Linked DNA regions of Mus musculus: region 1 is linked to region 2. The links are chromatin contacts, called in public HiChIP or PLAC-seq maps. All regions are on one chromosome and are shown on one strand. The core of a region is the stretch at or near the end of the contact, and the rest is flanking DNA. Distances in the headings are between cores, read along the strand shown. Region 1 holds the start of Cd96 (CD96 antigen). Region 2 overlaps Plcxd2 (phosphatidylinositol-specific phospholipase C, X domain containing 2).

What was found. HiChIP or PLAC-seq counts read pairs in DNA pulled down with a chosen protein or histone mark.
Region 1: a BATF HiChIP or PLAC-seq map of CD8 T cells shows a contact between it and region 2, with 5 read pairs. The contact joins the promoter of Cd96 here to the enhancer-like site in region 2. A contact is called at or near these places in 2 of 39 promoter capture datasets (liver and pre-B cells), 6 of 484 Hi-C or Micro-C datasets (the HL-1 cell line, embryonic fibroblasts, forebrain and 2 more), 2 of 115 datasets of contacts at active chromatin or transcription factors (CD8 T cells and intestinal villus epithelium) and 1 of 9 other capture datasets (liver).

The regions. Positions count from the first base shown.
Region 1 is chr16:46,118,821-46,121,520 of GRCm38.p6, reverse strand. It overlaps Cd96 (CD96 antigen), which reads left to right and starts at 1,273. Exons shown (of 15, transcript NM_032465.2): 1 at 1,273-1,489. The coding sequence starts at 1,429.
Region 2 is chr16:45,966,409-45,969,108 of GRCm38.p6, reverse strand. All of the region lies in intron 3 of Plcxd2 (phosphatidylinositol-specific phospholipase C, X domain containing 2), which reads left to right. It overlaps Gm15638 (predicted gene 15638), which reads right to left. Exons shown (of 3, transcript NR_152226.1): 2 at 2,133-2,235; 3 at 1-472. Among named protein-coding and RNA genes, the nearest start is that of Gm15638, 22 kb to the right of the region's middle. Within about 2 kb of position 1,423, at least 78 of the 459 cell types and tissues checked have an H3K27ac peak or open chromatin away from gene starts, as enhancers often do. A contact at or near this core is called in CD8 T cells, the HL-1 cell line, embryonic fibroblasts and 1 more, where this site is marked.

The sequences.
Region 1 (2,700 bases), core at 24-2,523, 150 kb before region 2:
GCCACTTCAGAATAACAGATGCATTCAACGTGTGTGGCACAGCCATCTGAGAAGTGTCTTCTCTAAGAGTCTAGATGGATCCCAAGGGAAAATTAGTAAAAATCTGATGGGTTCAGGCCACAGAAATTCCTAGGTATTAGAATCATGAACCATGAATCAAATAAATAGCTAAGACAGATTGGACCAACCGACACCCAAGTGCCTCTAATAAACCACCTTAGCAAAAGGCAGGGATTCTGTGAACAGTGAACCTCTAGTTCTGAAAAATCACACTCTCTCGTCTTAATGAGGCATTCTCCTGCTCTCTTTTTAAAAGTTTCCTCATTTTAATGCAGTAAGAGTCTAAGTACTCCAAGTAAGAATTCAGTAAATTGGGGTTTTTATTGCAGTTTTACAACAGGTGTAGTAAGAGGTGACAAAGTTCCTCTCCAAGTATATAATCTGTCTTCGTCTAATAGGGACACCAAGTCACAGATCAGAGTCTTTCTAACACATCTCCTGGAAGGCTTTATTAAGTCCCATCACTGACTTAACAGAATTCCCAGCTGCGATGAAGAAAGATGCCCTGAGCAGTTACATCACTTCCTGTCCTCCCTTCAAGGATCTGAATTGCTAACCCTCCCTGGAAAAGTCATCAGGACCACCTGACTTAACATACCCACCGACACTCTGTGTAGTTTAGTTCTTTATGGTTTTTGGATTAGCCAGATAAAGCTCTTAGACCTTCATTTAAAACGCCTCCTAGCTGTGACAGTGAGCAATTTCCCCATTTGGTCTCCAAACTGGTAAGGACAAAGGGTAGGAAAGACCCCCTAACTTCTCCCCTCCACAGAAATGTGGATTTACCTACAAGGAACTAGACAATAAATTCAGTTGGATAGCTGACATTACTCCCAGTTATTCTTCAGGGTTTATTAAAATCAAATATGTTAACCATTGTTCTTTCACCCTGGGGCTATTCAGGAAAGAAAATATATCTTATGATTGGACTGAAAAGCTATTACAAGAGGCAGCAAGCTCGTGTTTGCTAAAGGACTTTGTGCTCTTGAAAGGAAATGTATAAAAAGCACAAGGGGACTTCTCTGCACAGTTTCCTTTGTTTCGATTTTAGAAGCAGCTTGACTGACAAAGAAACTGAAGGAGAGAATCTTGGGATATGGAAGCGTCTTTTAAAGGTGAGACAGGCGCAAGGTTTCAGAGAACAGTTTCCACATTGTTCTTGTGAAGGTTATACTTAGCCCTGAACCACACTACTTTCCTGTCTGCATTTCATTTCCTGGGGACTTGCCAAGCGATCAACAGCCCCAACCCTGTGGTAGAGTTGAGGTTTTTGAGCACGAATAGGGTGGCTAGCGTTTGCTTAGCTAGAAACAGCAATCGCCTCCTGTGATCATTACAGAAATGCTGGCGTGAGCTCTTCGGGAGACAATGGGGAGAAAATGGACATATTGTGTTGTTTACACCATCATCCAGATACAGTTTTTCAGGGGTAAGACTTCCGCTCACGCTGGTCTTTTCAGATGGCTGCTTAGGGACCCTTTGCTCCTTTGAAATGCTTCAAGACTGCTGCAGGAGTCGATCACTGAAGGACAAGCTGTTGCTAAGGTTGTCAGTTAGCTGCTTAAGTGGCAGCTACGGGAAAGATGCTAGAGTCGATACAGGATTCCTAATGAGCACAAAACCTAAGGAGGAAACAAACAGCGCCATTGCTCTTGTCTCTCTTTACCATTTCTCCTCTTCAAAGAGTCTTGAATTATGGGAAAATTGTGTGTCTTGGAGAGGAAATGTTCCTGGATCATTATAAAGACAACGGCAGAAAACTAAGACACCCTATAATCATGTCCGTGGTCAGAAAGCCTTGCTCAGCTTTTAATCCTCTCTCAGGCATTTCTTTTCAAATTAACAAACAAGTGTCTCTCCTCCCTAATACTAATGTCATTAGTGGTTGGATTTATGTTAAGCCTAACTCAGTTACATACAAGGAGTACCTTGCAAAGCCAAGGGGAGCCCTTTATGACCATGGGAAATGAAACCTAAAAGGTCCATTTCAAAATGGAAGGAGGAAAGCTTAGTTCTGAACCCCGCAATACAAGATTCGTGCTGAAAACCCGAGCTATGCATGGCAATGAAGATCGCTAGAGTTTCTGAATCAAAGACACGTTGGAACTGGTGATCCAGATAGGCTCGGATGCATGTTATTGAAGGGTCACTCCTGGGGAGTTACATTCAGATGTATAACCTCTGTCTACACAAACTCTGTGCATCCACAAACGTATAATAATTCCTATCCATCAAGTGTCTTTGTTTCTTCTTAGCAGCTTGCTGTCTTTTTATCTATTCCCTTGTGAGCTCTGGGGGACTTGTCCCAGTAATGTATTACTTCTGTGATGGTAAATTTGAAAAGGGCATCTGAAGCATTTCTGAAGACATATCAAAGGCCCAGTGCTGAACAAATTTTGAGTGGTCTGTACCATGCAGTCAGGTTGCCGATGGGAGAAAGAACCTTTCATATCTAGCGTTTCATGAGCTGGTTAGAGATGATACCCTAGGGAACATTTACCTGAGGCACCTGCTCCTTTCTCCTTGGGAGATGTAACTACATGGAGATGAAGGTCCCTTCATCCTCAGAGAGAATGTCAAGTTTCTTATTCTACTCAGCCAGACTGAATGTAGGAAGCAGTTTGGAGTTGCGAAGTTAAT
Region 2 (2,700 bases), core at 174-2,673:
ATGCCTCTCTGTTTAATGGTCAAGAAGATGAGCGCAAAGGCAATGTCTCCCAGCTGGTAGTGAGAATGTGTCCCTCAAATGAGTAGCTCTCTTGGCATCCTCACTGTTTCTGGTCATGGGAATATTAGGAGTGTGATCCTACATTCCTGTGCCTACACATCAGTGGAGCAGGAACGTGGCTGTGGTTAGGAGTCTGTTCCCAAGTGCCAGCAAATCACATGACTGTCATTTCACAACTGAATAATCGTGGGCTCTCCCCCTGAGCACCAGCGCCCTGAAGGCTGTCTGTACTGGCTAACTGAACAGGGATGCTACATAGCTGATTCCGAGCACTGATCAACAGCTCAAAGCCAGGGAAGATCCAGTGTGTCTTCCTACTGGGGACCAGGTAGTTTCCTTGGTAGGAAGCTAATTCCCAACTTTCAGATCCACTTGGAACATGAGAGTCTCTTGTTCACGTTGGTTCATCACCCTGGAAGAAAGCCACAAACATATATAGACAATTCAGCCTGGATTTCTGTTGTAGCTTTCCTCAGACTGGAAAACACCTGATCCAAAAGGCTCGCAGTGAGTCAGAATGCAGTCAGGAGGCCTGGAGTTGAAACCTGTAGGGTCCCTACTAATGTCATTGAATTATGTCCCCTCTCTTCAAATTAACCAGTTTTAAAATAATAATATTAAAATAATAATTCAACCAGGTTTAGTGGTGCATACCTTTAGACCTAGCACTCCAGTGGCAGAGGCAGACAGATCTTTGCGAGTTCAAGGCCACCCAGAGCTATGTACTGAGCCCCTCCCTCAAGTTAAGGTGAGTACATTTAGAGACATTGCATTTTAAAGAGAGAATTAAGTTAAAAGGCTATTACGGTGGGTTCTAATCTACTCACATTGAAGTCCAAAGGAAACTTAAACCCAGAGACAATAGAAGAGAAGCAAGACAGTGTAAGCCTGCAATCCCAGCATCCATGCAGAGGAGGGGACAGTCAAGGTCATCTTTGAAAATGTAATAAGATCTCCAAAAGCACGCAAAAGGCAAGAGACTACAGGAATATGTGTGTGCATACAGAGAAAATGACACATAGGTTGCTGAGGGGAGGGCATGAGGAGGAGGAAATCTCCTGCAATAGAGAATAAGGGCTTCAGAAAAAACCCAGCCCAATAGCATCTCAACCTTGACTTGTAGCCTCTAGAACAGGGGAAAATAACTCCAGTTCTTTGAAGTCAACAGTGTATATGCTGTTATGACAGAGTAAGTGAGCTAACACAGTCCTCTGGACAATCGGGTGTCCCTGCACATGTCCTTGAGGTCTCTGAGATGAGCTTTTCTTCACCACTTAATCTGGAAAGTATGGATTTATAGTCTGCAAAGGGTCGGGGCTGCCTCTACCTGGCAAGTATCATTCCCCCAGAATGACCAGCAGGTGGCGCAGGATCTCCAAACATAGGTTCTGGCCAGGGATCCTTTGAATCCTAAATGTTACAAGCTCACTACTACTGTGTCTTTCACGTGGGACGGATGGGAAATTTTGGCCTTTGTCTGAGAGTTCTGTGTTCTTCAACCCCGCTTCCCAACTTCACAACTTCGTTGTGTGGATATATAAGAGGTTTCCTATCCCTACTCCCCCAAATGTTTCTCTTTCGACCTCTTTACTCTTTCCTTTATGATACCTTTCCTTTGCCAAATACACGACACTGCTCTAAGCAGCCATTGCTCTGAACACTTTCCATATACTATCTTTCTGATTGATCCTGTTTCACAGGGAAGAGTAGCTGACAGACAAGGAATTGTAGTCAGTTAAGATCATCAAGCGTCCCAACTAAAAGTAGAAGGACTTTTGTACCACAACCAGCTAATACAATTTTTTTCTAAAAAAGTGATTTGATCAATAAGACTATTTCAACTCATGGCAGTGAAGTCTCTGCTGACTGAGAGAAGAGCTGAGGTCTTAACATCACTTTTTCTAGAAGACTACGAAATGAGGGTACATCAAGCTTCAGTGGAGGATAGAAATGGGGTGCGGGGAGAGCCAGAGAGTAACAGAAGAGAGGGACGGACCATGGATGTTAGCTAGAGCAAATCCAACCCAAGGGATTCCTAGACGTGCAATAATCAACTGTAGGCCAGTTTCTACCTTCCTTTGCTGGGTATTTCGTGAGCTGTGTTTACTGTTACAAGATAGCCAGTAGCCTTGATGGTTCTTCTCTTCCTCTGTGGCTCCTCACACGTAGGTCACACTGGAATGAAAGTGTTATTTACATCATGAGCTCTGAGCCTCTGACACACCGGAAGTCTTCTGTTTATCAAATAACCCCAGCAACTGTATTCAAGAGACAGCTGATTAAATATTAATCTACTAAAGAGCCATGAGCAGTACGAGGATAACTATCTCTGTGGAAAGTGAACCCTGGCCTTTTGTAAAAAAAATTAACTGGTAGTTTTTAAAAAGTAAGATAAAGGTGAATCCGCTGAAGCTTTCAGAAGGAACTGTGGAAGGAAGGAAATCTTTGTGAATTGGAAGTGAATGTGTTTCTTAAGCAAATCACAGAAATTTAAAAAAAAAAAATGATGGGGGATTGGAGGGATGGCGGGAGTTACGAGCACTCACTGGAGAGGTGGCTAAGCCGAAGACACAAGTTCAGCTCTCAGCCTATAACTTCAGCTCCAGGGGATCCAACTCCCTCTTCTAGATTCTGTGAACA